Regions from separate parts of the Sus scrofa genome. Here region 2 is linked to region 1. A link is a contact called in public Hi-C data. All regions are on one chromosome and are shown on one strand. The core of a region is the stretch at or near the end of the contact, and the rest is flanking DNA. Distances in the headings are between cores, read along the strand shown.

Evidence for each region. Hi-C and Micro-C count contacts between places; a contact is called where the count stands out from the background.
Region 2: a Hi-C map of fetal heart ventricle shows a contact between it and region 1, with 4 times the contacts expected there. The contact joins the enhancer-like site here to the promoter of PCDH7 in region 1. A contact is called at or near these places in 4 of 47 Hi-C or Micro-C datasets (embryonic fibroblasts, fetal heart ventricle, fibroblasts and 1 more) and 1 of 2 datasets of contacts at active chromatin or transcription factors (skeletal muscle).

Annotation. Positions count from the first base shown.
Region 1 is chr8:23,457,402-23,461,155 of Sscrofa11.1, reverse strand. PCDH7 (protocadherin 7) reads right to left here and starts at 1,681. Exons shown (of 5, transcript NM_001244484.1): 1 at 1,305-1,681; 2 at 1-1,302. The coding sequence starts at 1,681.
Region 2 is chr8:23,817,103-23,820,864 of Sscrofa11.1, reverse strand. The region is part of intron 4 of PCDH7 (protocadherin 7); the gene reads right to left. Among named protein-coding and RNA genes, the nearest start is that of PCDH7, 360 kb to the right of the region's middle. Within about 2 kb of position 1,759, at least 10 of the 83 cell types and tissues checked have an H3K27ac peak or open chromatin away from gene starts, as enhancers often do.

The DNA of each region.
Region 1 (3,754 bases), core at 432-2,931:
GTCGCCAGCACGGTGGCTACCCTCTCTCCAGGGATGTTGTTCTCAGGAAAGTAAACCTCCACTACCGACTGCCCAAAGACGGGCGGGTTGTCATTGGTGTCCCCCACCTTGACAATCAGGGAGTTGTTGCTGGAGAGGCTGGGGCTGCCTGAGTCCACCGCCACTATGACTACGTTGTACTCCCGGGTGGTCTCATAGTCCAAAGGGGCCGAGGTGTGCAGGAAGTACTTTTTCTTGTTCTGGTCGCCCTCTGTGTCACTGGCTGGCTTGAGCTGGAAGGGCACGTCGCCCACTACAGTGCAGGTGACCACTCCGTTCTCGCCTTGGTCTCGGTCGGACACCTGCACCAGGGCAATGGGAGTGTCGACTAGAACGTCCTCTGCCACATTGGCCACCCCGTCCTTGAGTGGGATACGACCGATCTTGCGGATTTCAATGGACGGCACATTGTCGTTCTCGTCCTTGATATTAAGGACCACCGTGGCCTTGTCGGTCTTGGGGGGCTGCCCACGATCGCGGGCCATGACGGTGAAGCGCAGCTGGTTCACCTCCTCGCGGTCGATACGGTGCAGGACACTGAGCCAGCCGGACGTCTCGTCGAGGCGCAGTAACCGCCGCACAGACTCGGTAGCCGCCCCGAAAACGTACTCTATCTGCCCGTTGACCCCCACGTCCAAGTCGGCGGCACGCAGCTGCAGGATGGGGGTCCCCGGGGCGCTGTTCTCTGCCAGGTCAGCCTCATACACGCTCTTCTCAAAGCGGGGGCTGTTGTCGTTCACGTCGGTGATAAGCACCCGCAGGATGGCCTGAGAGGATCGAGGCGGGTCGCCGCCGTCGCGCACCCGCAGGGTCAACTCATAGGAGTCGCGCTGTTCGCGGTCCAGCGCCCCCTTCACAATTAGCTGCGGCTGCTTTTCGCCATCCGGGGTGTCGGCCACCTGCAGTTCGAACACACTGCTGCGGCCGCCCGGGTTGGTCCCGCCGCCGCCTTCTGGCGCGTCCAGCCGCCTCTTGGAGCCTCCAGGGCCGCCACCGCTCGCGCCGTTCCCGCCGCCCCCGGGGTAGGGGGCGCTGTCGGCAGGCCCGGCGCGCCGGCCTTCGCCGCCGCCGCCACCGCCGCCCCCGGGCTCCTGGAGCAGCTCGTAGCGCTCGATGCCGTTTCGGCCGAAGTCACGGTCGGTGGCGGTGGGCAGCAGGTAGAGAGTGCCCACCGGCCGGTTCTCCTCCACCGTGAGCGTGAGCACGGGAGACGGGAAGGTGGGCGTGTTGTCGTTGATGTCGAGCACGATGACCCGACCTTCGAAAGGTCCACCCAGCTCTGCGAGGGCCCGATCACCGACACCTCGAAGTCCAGAAAGCACTCGTTTTCGTCGAAGATCATCTGACACTGGGGCAGCTTCTCGCGGTCAATGCGTCGCTCGCTTGTACTAAGCTCGCCGGTGAGGTTGTCGATCTTCAGGTACTCCGAGCCCGACTCGAGGCTGAAAGTCACCTCACCGGAGCCGGTCACGATGCCCAAGTCTGAGGCGACGTTGCCGATGCGGACGTCTGCTGGGCCCTCCTCGGCCAGTCGGTACCGGAGGAGTTGCTTGGCGGCCGCCAGGCTGAGCGAGAGCGGCAAAAGGAGACAGCAGCCCAGGCACCAGGCGCGCGCCCATCCCATGGTCCGCATCCTCAGCATCTTCTCCTGCTGCTGCTGCTACTGCTCCTTCTAATCACGGCCCCCTCGGCGCCCCCCTTCTCCGAGGCCAGTCGCCTGCCCTCCTCCCAGTCCTCTCCCCTCTCCGAGAAGGGAAGAAGCGAGAGGGAGAGGTGGGAGGGGGCAAGAGCAGCGTCCAAAGTCGGCCAGGGGAGACCAGCGTTAGATTCTTCTTTTTTTCCCTCCTGCTTCTTCCGAAAGTTATTGTTTCATAATTCATGCAATGGGTGCTAATCGCCCGCTCGCCAGCCGCCGTTCAGTTGCAGTACTCACAGTTCACGGGACACTGCGCGCCGCGAGCTCGGCGCCCCCCCAGAGTCATCCCCGCAACGGGCAGAGGATCCCGGACTCCCGTCCCTGCTGTGTCGGATGGGGCCGGAACCGCTCCGGCACGCGGGCAGTGGAGCCGGGAAGCGGCGGGGAGCGAGTCTGCAGCCTCCCCCGCCTGCCAACCCCGCTCGTCTTTGCTGCTGCTACTCGAGTTGACTCCAATTCACGTTCCAGCCACTCACTCCAGACCAAGCTTCTGCTCCGGCTGCCCAGGCAAACGTGAGTCGCTTCCTGCACGAGGTGCTAGGGCCAGCAACAAGCCAGTCTCAACTCCGACTCCGCTCAGGCAGCGGGAGAGCCAGTCAACAGATCGAGAATGAAAAATCCCGGCAGGTCGCTTCGGGCACGGTGCAGTGGAGACCACTCGCGTCACACAGCGGTCCGCGTCCGGGTTCCCCCCGCGCGCGAAAGAGCAGTCCAAGCCATCTTCAGAGACGCCCAGAGAGTCAGTCCCTTTTCACCCACGAGAGCTCGGGTTTCTTTTTTTTTCTTAACTACTCTGCGCAAGGTCATTAGTCACGAAGCCGCCGCCTGAAACCGCAGCAGCCTTTCGCCCGCGGGGTTGAAGGCTGAGCCGTGCGCACCGTGCGGTGCCCAAGTTTGGGTTCGCAGCCGCAGAGTCCGTGCCTTTCCTCACCTGCATTCGGCCCGCATGTCAGAGCACTGGGATCTGCAGCGCTGTGCGCGATTCAGGGAGGAGATTGCAGCCTCTCTCTCTCCGCGCTCTCTCTCGATCCCTCCCCTCCCTCCCTCTCCTCTCTCCTCCTCCTCTCTCCTCCCTCCTCTCCTTTCCCCTTTCCCCTTCTCCCACTCCTCTCTCCTGCACGCTCTCTCTTCGTCCTCCCAGTCCCAACGCTAGCAACTCGAGCTGAACTTGATCCCTTTGCAGTTCAAAGGTGAGCAAACCAGGCTCGGTGCGCAGGCGACTTTCGCCTGGTGGAAGCCCCCGGCCGGGCTCCCCCAACGGCAATTAACAAAGATGCCCAATTCTGTCCGGATTTCCGAAGAAAAGCAAAAGGCATGGGGGCGGGGGGGGGGAGTCAGAGACAGCTGCCAAGTAGCTTAAAAAAAAAAAAAATCCAGTTTGCCAAGGGGAGAAAAAGTGCCAGTCGGTTGTTGCCTCGGAAGTGCCCTGGCACGGCTGGTGAATTCCGCAGTTGTCTCGTCCCCTTTCGTGTCTGGGAGAGTCTGGTGCGGGCGCTCCAGCCGTCTCTTTGACTGCCGCGACTCAAAGGCGCTGAATGGCAAGCGGGAACCTCCCGCTCGCGAGCCGCCAGCCGGAAACCCGCAAGTTTGCCCAAAGTGATGGTTGCTGCTGGGAGCTCACTGCCTCGCTCTCGGCTCAAGCTAGTCCCTGACGCTGCTGTAGCGGCGGCGGCGGCGGCGGTAGCAGCGGAGCCTCGGAAACTACACACTCGCAGAGAAGGAGGGAGGAGTGCCGTGGCGGGGGCGGGAGACGGGAGCGAGCTAGCCGCCCGGCTTCGGAAAGCCCAGCTTCTGCTTCAGCTCCGGGGGCCACTCCAAGTGTGCACAATCCCAACAAGCCCCCCCTTAAGCTAAAGATTGCCCTATTCTTCCCCAGCGAGTGCAGCCGCTGCCCCCCGGGGGCGGGGGTTGGGTACTAGTTTTTTCTCCCTGGGGCTGGTAAATTTCCTCTTTGCTCTTACTAATGCCAAGTGCGCGTGTGAGCGCGCTGGAGCTGGTTTGAGGAAACGTTTTGCCTTT
Region 2 (3,762 bases), core at 510-3,009, 360 kb before region 1:
AAAATCTTTTTTCTCAGCTAAGAAATCAACAAAATGGCAGCAAGCTCAGGAAGTTGCCTTCAGACATGGGTGAGAGGCTGTAACAACATCCTGTCTAGAAATTTTTTCTGTGGGAGTTTACAAAAATGAACTAAACTAGAAATGAAAGTTGAAGATTACTAATCAGAATATCACTGAAAATATTCATTCTATTAAGCATCACTAATAATGCTACCTGTCAAGTGTATTTCATAAAGATTTTTTAACTGAACAAGTTTTATATTCTTGAACATTCTGATAAATAAAGAATGTTTTAGGGAAGCCAAATTAATGGGTCTAGATAACACTTTCCACAGATATTTTGAAAGGAGATGGGGGTTAAATTTTATTGAAGTATTAATTAGTGAATCCGGAACAGAAAATAGTAAAGAATGAATATAAAAATAGTACGAACCACATCAATTTGTCAACCTCAAAGAGTAAAAATACAACCTTCACATATACAAAGTAGGTGTCCAGTTCTAGAGGAAAAAAAATCTTTTTTGGCATCCTTACAGTAGTATATGTCCATTTTAGTAGAACTACAAGTATTCTTACTGTTTGAATTACAGCTTTAGTATTTGTTAGTTTATATTAAAGAGAGATTACAGGAATCCCTTTCCCCCCACCAGACAGTCTTTCAGAACAATGCATATATTTAATGCCTGAACACATCAAGGACTCTCTTCTTGTTAGGCACATTTGGCATAAGTGCAATGACCTGAATAAACTATAAACTGGCAGGTTACTCCTGAAGGCCACTTCTCAGCCTGCTGCCTTGGCTTGTAGCCATTGAAATAAAAGGAGGGGAAGGGGTGATGATTCGGGGTTTGCATATGTACGCGACATCTGAGTCAGGTGTTTCTTAATCACATCTTTAGTGGTAATTATTAGGTCAAATTATATTTGACAAGCAGCTCTAAAATCTTACTAAGCTATCTGGGGCCTGCAAAAGAAAATTAGCTCACTTTACTCAATAGAAATGTATGAAAGCTAAAAAGCTGAGCTCATTAACACGGCCTATTTTTTAAGGATCTTTCCTTATTCTAAGACTCTGATAGTTAGTTGATGGCTCTCTGAATATAATGTTACTTCTCCATTAGCTAAAATTGCTATTCAGAGAGCATCATTAAGTGGAATTATGGGGGAAAATGAAAAATTTTATAGGAAGCTTTTGTAAATTGCTTTAAAGAGTTCCTCAAGTTGGAAAACATATCTAAATATGTCACTATTCTAAATTTAACCTTAATGTTTCTATACTGGGAGTTGAAAAACTGTAAAAACACAATCATGACCCAATCCATTTTTGATATTTTATAGATAGCATTTAATACAGCACCTATCAGTACAGAGATTAATTTACAATCTTACTCAACTTCACACATAAGTAATGCCAAGAAAAGGAAAAAAATGAGAAAATTTTTTCTTGGCATTTTATGTTTTGATAAAGTAGCCAAAAATCCTTAAATTGTTAAAATAGCAGGGTGGCCTTTAAGAGGCATATGCATTTTTTTTCCTTATATTTATTACACATGCTTTTTCAGTTCCTAAAATACATTATATTATGTGCCTTAGAAACTATAACATTACAGTTTAAACTACAGAAATAATGTCTTGAAGACATTGTCCATTTATACCTACTGGTATAATTTTGCCAACTTTTGCCAACAACACAATGTCACTGCAGTGTGGCCATTTTCAGCATGAGAGGTGATAAATGACCAGGAACTCACTTATCTAAAGCAAACAAGTGGTGCTGTAAGCTATTTTCTGACTGAGTCAGAATTACAAGATAACATGCCTGAAATAGTTGCAATGCAGTGCAAATGTACCATATTAGGAAGTAAAAATGGAATATCTTAGAGTGTAAGATAGTTTGGGTGTTACACATGACATATCATGGAACTAAAATAAGTATTGGAGCATAAAATCATACTTTAATAGTATCATTGAAAACATTTAAGGTACTTGAAATTTCTGTTACAACCTATGAGGTAGGTGAAAAGAATTGTGGTTACTTATTTTTAAAAGCTGACTCCTTCATAACTTGATCACATTGAAAAAATGACAGACTTGAGTACAGAGATTCTAAAGGAGTGAATGTACTTTCTTTACATTCTTTATCACTTATGTATTTTAAAGGATTCAGCAACCATGTTTTAAGTCAAATGACAATGTAAGATGTTCTATTCATTGCTAATTTGGGGAATTATCAGAGATATCCTTGACGTGTATTTTTTTTACTAGCAATAGTTGAAATAATAAATGCCATTAAGTGACAACTCTTGCCTTCAAGAAGCCTAGAAAGAGAGAGAAGGTATATGCAAGTATACGAAAAAAACCCCAAAATGTATGGTGGATATATACAGAAAATCATGAAAAAGTCACTAAACTTTCTTTAAATTTTTCTTTTATAAGTCTGAATGTACCTAAACATGTTGCTTTTCATGTTGCTTACAATCTGTTGATAGAAATATTAACAGGAATTCTTAAAGTCATACGCAACCCTGAAAATTACTGGAAGAAAATGGGCTTTTCCATTAGATCCCTCTACATGAATAATAACAGGGCACTCTCCCCAAGGGAGGAAAAAACAACCTGATTATGAATAGAGAGCAGAGGTCAACTATGGGCCTAAAATATATATATATCAAAAGGATACCTTGGCTTTTTTCAAGTACAATATAGCAAAATATTTAGGAGCCCAGGATAAAAGATGCTGGGTTCAAATCAGTTTACTAAGTGACCTTTGGCCTTTTCTTAAAATTTCTGCCTCAGTTTCCTTACAGAAATAAGTAGGAATCATAATTGCATCTACTTCTTACAACTGTTATAAGAATTAAATGAGGTAATACATATAAAATGTGTAAAAGAGTGCTTTTATTATGTCATCATCTAGTCCTTCCATTAATTAATTATCGAATATTCCTGTATGTTAAAATGATAATTGGTTGTGTCTTAATAGCAATGCATCATTCTCTAAGAAACTGAAGAAAAATATGAAAAATTTCAAGGTAAAGACAAAATAAAACATTTGTATATAATAAATATGAATGAAGAAAAGTCACAAGATAAAATTCTGACTCAATCTTCATTTTAGTCCCCTTCATGTTGGTTTCCAACTTTTTTAAATGGGTTCAGTTAAGGGGTATCAGGATCCTTTCATTAAAATCTATACATCAACAATTATTTCTCCTACTGTGTTTGTCACTCTTCTTACCTGCCATTCTATGGCTTTTCTTATTAGCAAAGGTCATTTCTACATCAACATTTGTCTATTTCTAGATACCAGGCTGCTTCTCTGAAAAAAGATGCAGAAAATATTTAGGCACGTTCTAGTAAAGGCATTTTTTAATCTATAGGAAAACATGTCTCCCCAAGGCAATTTACAGATTCAATGCAATCCCTATCAAATTACCAAGGACATTTTTCACAGAACTTTGTTTGTTTGGAAGCACAAAAGACCCAGAATAGCCAAAGCCATCCTGAGAAAGAAAAATGGAGCTGGAGGAATCAGGCTCCCGGACTTCAGACTATACTACAAAGCTACAGTCATCAAAACTATATGGTACTGGCACAAAGACAGAAATATGGATCAGTGGAACATGATAGAAAGCTCAGAATTAAATCCACACACCTACAGTCAACTAATCTACAATAAAGGAGGCAAGAATATACAATGGAGAAAAGACAGCCCCTTCAATAAGTGGTGCTGGGAAACTGGACAGCCACATGTAAAAGAAT